2 separate regions of the Zea mays genome follow, and region 2 is linked to region 1. A link is a contact called in public Hi-C data. All regions are on one chromosome and are shown on one strand. The core of a region is the stretch at or near the end of the contact, and the rest is flanking DNA. Distances in the headings are between cores, read along the strand shown. Region 1 holds the start of LOC541694 (myc transcription factor 7). Region 2 holds the start of LOC103637695 (probable ADP-ribosylation factor GTPase-activating protein AGD8).

The links. A called contact is a pair of places that touch in the nucleus more often than the background predicts.
Region 2: a contact with region 1 is called in a Hi-C map of tassel, with 7 times the contacts expected there. The contact joins the promoter of LOC103637695 here to the promoter of LOC541694 in region 1. A contact is called at or near these places in 8 of 25 Hi-C or Micro-C datasets (bundle sheath, ear, leaf and 1 more).

What each region holds. Positions count from the first base shown.
Region 1 is chr1:99,765,796-99,768,464 of Zm-B73-REFERENCE-NAM-5.0, reverse strand. LOC541694 (myc transcription factor 7) reads left to right here and starts at 1,344. Exons shown (of 1, transcript NM_001348556.1): 1 at 1,344-2,669. The coding sequence starts at 1,483.
Region 2 is chr1:99,948,855-99,951,523 of Zm-B73-REFERENCE-NAM-5.0, reverse strand. LOC103637695 (probable ADP-ribosylation factor GTPase-activating protein AGD8) reads right to left here and starts at 1,341. Exons shown (of 7, transcript XM_008660358.2): 1 at 983-1,341; 2 at 713-831. The coding sequence starts at 1,282.

The DNA.
Region 1 (2,669 bases), core at 95-2,594:
CTCGCGGCGGCAAAGGCTTTTGGTTGGGGATACGAAACATCTCAGAATTGCGACAACGGCTGTGCACGGTGAGCTCGACGACGACTCCGTCTTGCCCGCCTCATGCTCGCGATGGATGTGAAGGCGGAGGTCGAAGCGCCTGGGGCAGGGCGTGGTGGAGACGAACCTCCCGCATCACTTCGTCAGGTTGGGCACGTCGAGGCCCCTGGAAAGCGACGACCAACGGTCCCCGGGGGAGCGGGAGGGCGGACAAGCAGGCCGACGCGGCGTGGGATAGGTAAGCATAGTGGAGGAACGATTGCTTGACAGGGGGAGCGGGACTTGGGATCCAGGCTGCGGGCGCCGCGCCGCCGCCGCTTAGGGTTTTGGATCCGAATAGGGGAGGCAAAACAGGAATCGCGAGCAGGTGTGCGTCGGGGAAGAGGGCGCACACATCGGACGACAGAGGGACTTTATGGCGTATTGGACGGTCCAGATCGCTGGAAGGCAGAACATGTCAGGGGCAGCCTACCCCTTAGAGTCTTAATAGGTAGTATAGATATTGCTTTTATTCATGTGCTGCGTAGTGGGAGCAATGAAAAATAGATGAAACATTTTGTGTGTGTAAGGTGTGGCAATGGTAGGTAATTCCTCCTCAAGTTATCACGATAGTGGGTCTTTTTACCGAATAAGCTAAAGTAAGCATATGTATAGGATTAACCTCTAGATTATATAAAATCAGGTTCAATAACGTGTCTGTTTATTTCCCATCTAGATTATTTAAGTTAAATTATACTTTCTCTGTCTCAAAACAGTAGTCGTTTTAGCTCTTGTTTTTATATCTATATTTAAATGGATGATGAATATATATATATATATATACATATATAACATATAAATTAAATACTATGTGTATTGTATGCATTCATTAATTATGTAAATGAATTTTAATTTAAAATAGAGAGAGAGTATAATATAGAGTTCCAGATGTATTATAAGTTAAAACAAATAGGTTCTATATCTTCGACTAGCTCACTAGGCGGGCTTGATCTCCTATCGAGTCCCACGTGAGATTTAGCAAAGTATGCAACCTTAATAACCACGAAAATGTCTCCTAATTCCTATGGCCTATACACCATGATATCTGACTGACAACCGGGCCCATTTCGTAGGAGGCGGGCTAGGAACCCGGCGGTTACACAAACCTGGCCCTGGAATGTAGGTTTGCCCTCCTAAATCAACCTGAGGGATTACCCGTTTTACCTGGTCCCGCCCTGACCCCGGGCGACGACATGTTCCCGTATTTGCCCTCGCCCAGCCGGACAAGAAGCGAGACAAGCGCCCATCCTTGGCTCGGGCGTTTTCGGGTTTGCGCCATAATCCCACGGAATCCGCATTCTGAACCATTTCCTTCGCTTTCCCCTTCGCCCTCTCTCTCTCCCAGTCTCCACCCACCATTTCTCCTCCTCTTTCCGTCGGGTCTACTGCACCTTGCCCTCCCCCATGAACCTGTGGACGGACGACAACGCCTCCATGATGGAGGCCTTCATGGCTTCTGCCGACCTCCCCACCTTCCCCTGGGGAGCGCCGGCCGGGGGCGGCAACTCGTCGGCCGCCGCGGCGTCGCCGCCGCCGCCGCAGATGCCAGCGGCGACGGCTCCCGGGTTCAACCAGGACACGCTGCAGCAGAGGCTACAAGCCATGATAGAGGGGTCGAGGGAGACCTGGACCTACGCCATCTTCTGGCAGTCCTCCCTTGACTCCGCCACCGGCGCCTCGCTGCTCGGCTGGGGGGACGGCTACTACAAGGGCTGCGACGAAGACAAGCGCAAGCAGAAGCCGCTCACGCCCTCCGCCCAGGCCGAGCAGGAGCACCGCAAGCGCGTGCTCCGCGAGCTCAACTCCCTCATCTCCGGCGCGGCGGCGGCTCCCGACGAGGCCGTCGAGGAGGAGGTCACCGATACCGAGTGGTTCTTCCTCGTCTCCATGACGCAGTCGTTTCTCAACGGTTCGGGCCTCCCCGGGCAGGCGCTCTTCGCCGGGCAGCCCACATGGATCGCCTCTGGCCTCTCCTCCGCGCCGTGCGAGCGCGCGCGTCAGGCCTACAACTTCGGCCTCCGCACCATGGTCTGCTTCCCCGTCGGCACCGGGGTGCTCGAGCTCGGCTCCACCGACGTCGTGTTCAAGACCGCCGAGAGCATGGCTAAGATCCGCTCGCTCTTTGGGGGCGGAGCAGGGGGTGGCTCGTGGCCGCCCGTGCAGCCTCAGGCGCCGTCGTCGCAGCAGCCCGCCGCCGGAGCCGACCACGCGGAGACGGACCCGTCCATGCTATGGCTCGCCGACGCGCCGGTCATGGACATCAAGGATTCCTTGTCGCACCCGTCGGCCGAGATCTCCGTCTCCAAGCCTCCGCCGCATCCGCCGCAGATCCATTTTGAGAACGGGAGCACGAGCACGCTCACGGAGAACCCCAGCCCCTCCGTGCACGCGCCGCCACCCCCGCCGGCGCCGGCTGCTCCACAGCAGCGGCAGCACCAGCACCAGAATCAGGCGCACCAGGGCCCGTTCCGCCGGGAGCTCAATTTCTCGGACTTCGCGTCCACTCCTTCCTTGGCGGCGACCCCGCCGTTCTTCAAGCCCGAGTCCGGCGAGATCCTCAGCTTCGGCGCCGACAGCAACGCCCGGAGGAA
Region 2 (2,669 bases), core at 92-2,591, 180 kb before region 1:
CATAGCATAATGCCTAGTAACATGTGGGCCTGCTTGGTTCAGCTTTTTTGACCAGCTTTTCTGAGAATCTGGCTGTGGAAAGAATCTGGCTGTGAGGAGAATCTAAGTATCGTGGGGATTACATGCCGAGGAAGATGAAAGTGTCCATAGAGTTCGTGGAAGATTCCTACTATTGCAACGACTTCATCGATTCTGTGTTTATGTTGATTTTGAAGGGTTTTTATCAAATCGATTTTTATAGAAACGGACTAAAAAGCTGAGCGTTTGACAGTCTACAGCTTTTGGTGACCAGAAGCTGGAAAAAGCTCAAACAAACAGGGACATGTATATGCCACACCATATCACAAGAGACTTCGGTACTACATATGACATGTCATCCAAACAAGTGTGCCAGGCATACCAGAACACTAAAAATAATTTATAAGCAGATAAAACTGAAAAAAAGAGAAGCAGAAAACACATCAAGTAGAAAAAATTCAGAATTTTCATTCAAATAATCATATTTATTATATATTGCACTTGTACATATGAACATGTGATCAATCAGTCACGGTACCTGCTGCAGCAGATTAATATTACTACTATGTGCATGTGATCAATCAATCCACTGCAGCAGATTAGTACAGTATACTACAAGCATTTAGGCATGGCCACAGGTCCACGTACGTGGACAGGTGTGAGAAGAGAAGAGAAGCAGGTGAGGCGAGGCGACCTGACGAAGGAGACGTGGACGCCGAGGCTGCGGTGCGCCGCCGAGCAGTCGATGCAGAGGAAGACGCCGTAGGTGACGGACGCCCACGTCGGGTTCTTGGCGTTGCAATCGAAGCACATCTGCACGCTTGCACCGCCATCAGAAACGGAATTCGCACACACACAAAAAATATTGCACAGGCGGCACTCACACAGAGCAAAAGAAAGTGCGATCAATCCCGACTCCACAATCAAATCGATCACCCATAAAATCCAATCTAATCCACAGTACCTTGTTGTCCGATTTGGCGCGAAGCTTGCGGAAGACGGCGTTCTTATCTGCCGAGGCATCCATCGCCGCCATAGCGCCCACCCACACGGGCAACGAACCCGACCGAATTGAAACCACTCCGGACTGGAATCTTCTTCCCCGTGCTCGATCGATGGGTGGGCCAATCGATCGGCGCGGCAGAGAGGAAGAGGAGTCGCCGGGTGGGAGGAGATGGAAGGGAAGGGGTGGAGGCGAGGAGGAAGAGGAAAGATGGTGGAGGTGGACGGTGCTGCCCCTGCATCCGCATACGTTGATACGCATCAGCCTTTGCGTGCGTTGTCGTCTAGACCCCAGAGCGGCAGAGCCTAGACATACACATACCGGCCAAATTTTTTTTTTTTACAATTTAGCCATTTTCGGTTTTATTTTCAGAAATATACTCTTTTCAGTTTCATTTCAAAAATGACATATAGGTCGACGCCAACACTATTGACGCCTAACTAACACGGGCCGACGTCAATAGCATTGACATCTAAGTCTAGCACACGTCCGACAACATGGTGACGACATATGGCGCCCACGTGGTAGGGGTAGGCGGCGCCACAGATTTTGGCGCCTACCCCCTTTAAACTATACAACAACGTGTTTGGAGGTAAGCACCAAGATCTGTGGCGCCTACCCCTTTAAACCGAACCGGATCAGTTCTTCCTGGCTTTTCTCCATTCGTCTCTTTGCCTTCTCCTCTCTGACGCTCCTGCGCTCGCTGGCCCTCTCCGTCGCCATGCCACCACACGCCGCTCCACCCGTCCCCAGGCACCGCCGCGACTCGGCGTGCCCGCGTCGGCTGTCTTCGAGCCACGCCGGCTCCACTCCTCCTCGGGCGCCGTCGCGGCTGTGGGCCGCTTCCATCCTCGCGACACGCCCTGCCCAGCTGCGTCGCAGCCCACGCCACCACCATCATTGGTAGTTTTTTTAGTATTTTAAATATATAGTTAGTTTTTATTAGGTATTTAGTATTTTAGTTAATTAGTTAGTATTTTAATTAGTATTTTAGTTTTAATTTAGTTTGAAAACTTGGTATGTAGCTAATATAGTTAATATTTTAGTTATTTGGTTAGGATTTTAGTTAGTTATTTAGTTCAAAAACTAGGTTGAGTGTGATAAACGCGAGTTTGATTGAATGTGGTAAATGTGAGTTTTATTGAATGTGATAAATATGGATTTGATTGAGGTGATGGAGGTCGCCATGTGTTTAATGTGATTTGAATTTGGAGGTTTTAGTAACCTCCCCATACAGGGAGGTGATGTCCAAATTTTATACTTAGTACTATGTTATTAGTTGGTTAGTATTTAGTTATTAGTTAGCACTTAGTTAGTAGTTAGTTATTAGTGGGTGGTGGTTAGGGAATAACCATCAATAATGGTTACTGAATGATGGACAATTTTTTGAGCATATATCATGGTCATGGAGGCAATGTGGAAGAAGATCCCTATGGAAATGCTAAGTTCATTGACATGTGACACGTGCCCGTGCTATTCGTTGGTACACCCTCCTTGAGTGATATGTTTACAAAGGCTAAACAAAAGCTAGGTTACCATGAAGATGACGACTGTTGGGGGCCTTCGGCTTCCGAAGGTCCTCAAAAACAAGATTTAACAGTGTTTCTGGAGTATAATGTGTGAACAGGTATCTTCGGACTCGAGTCGA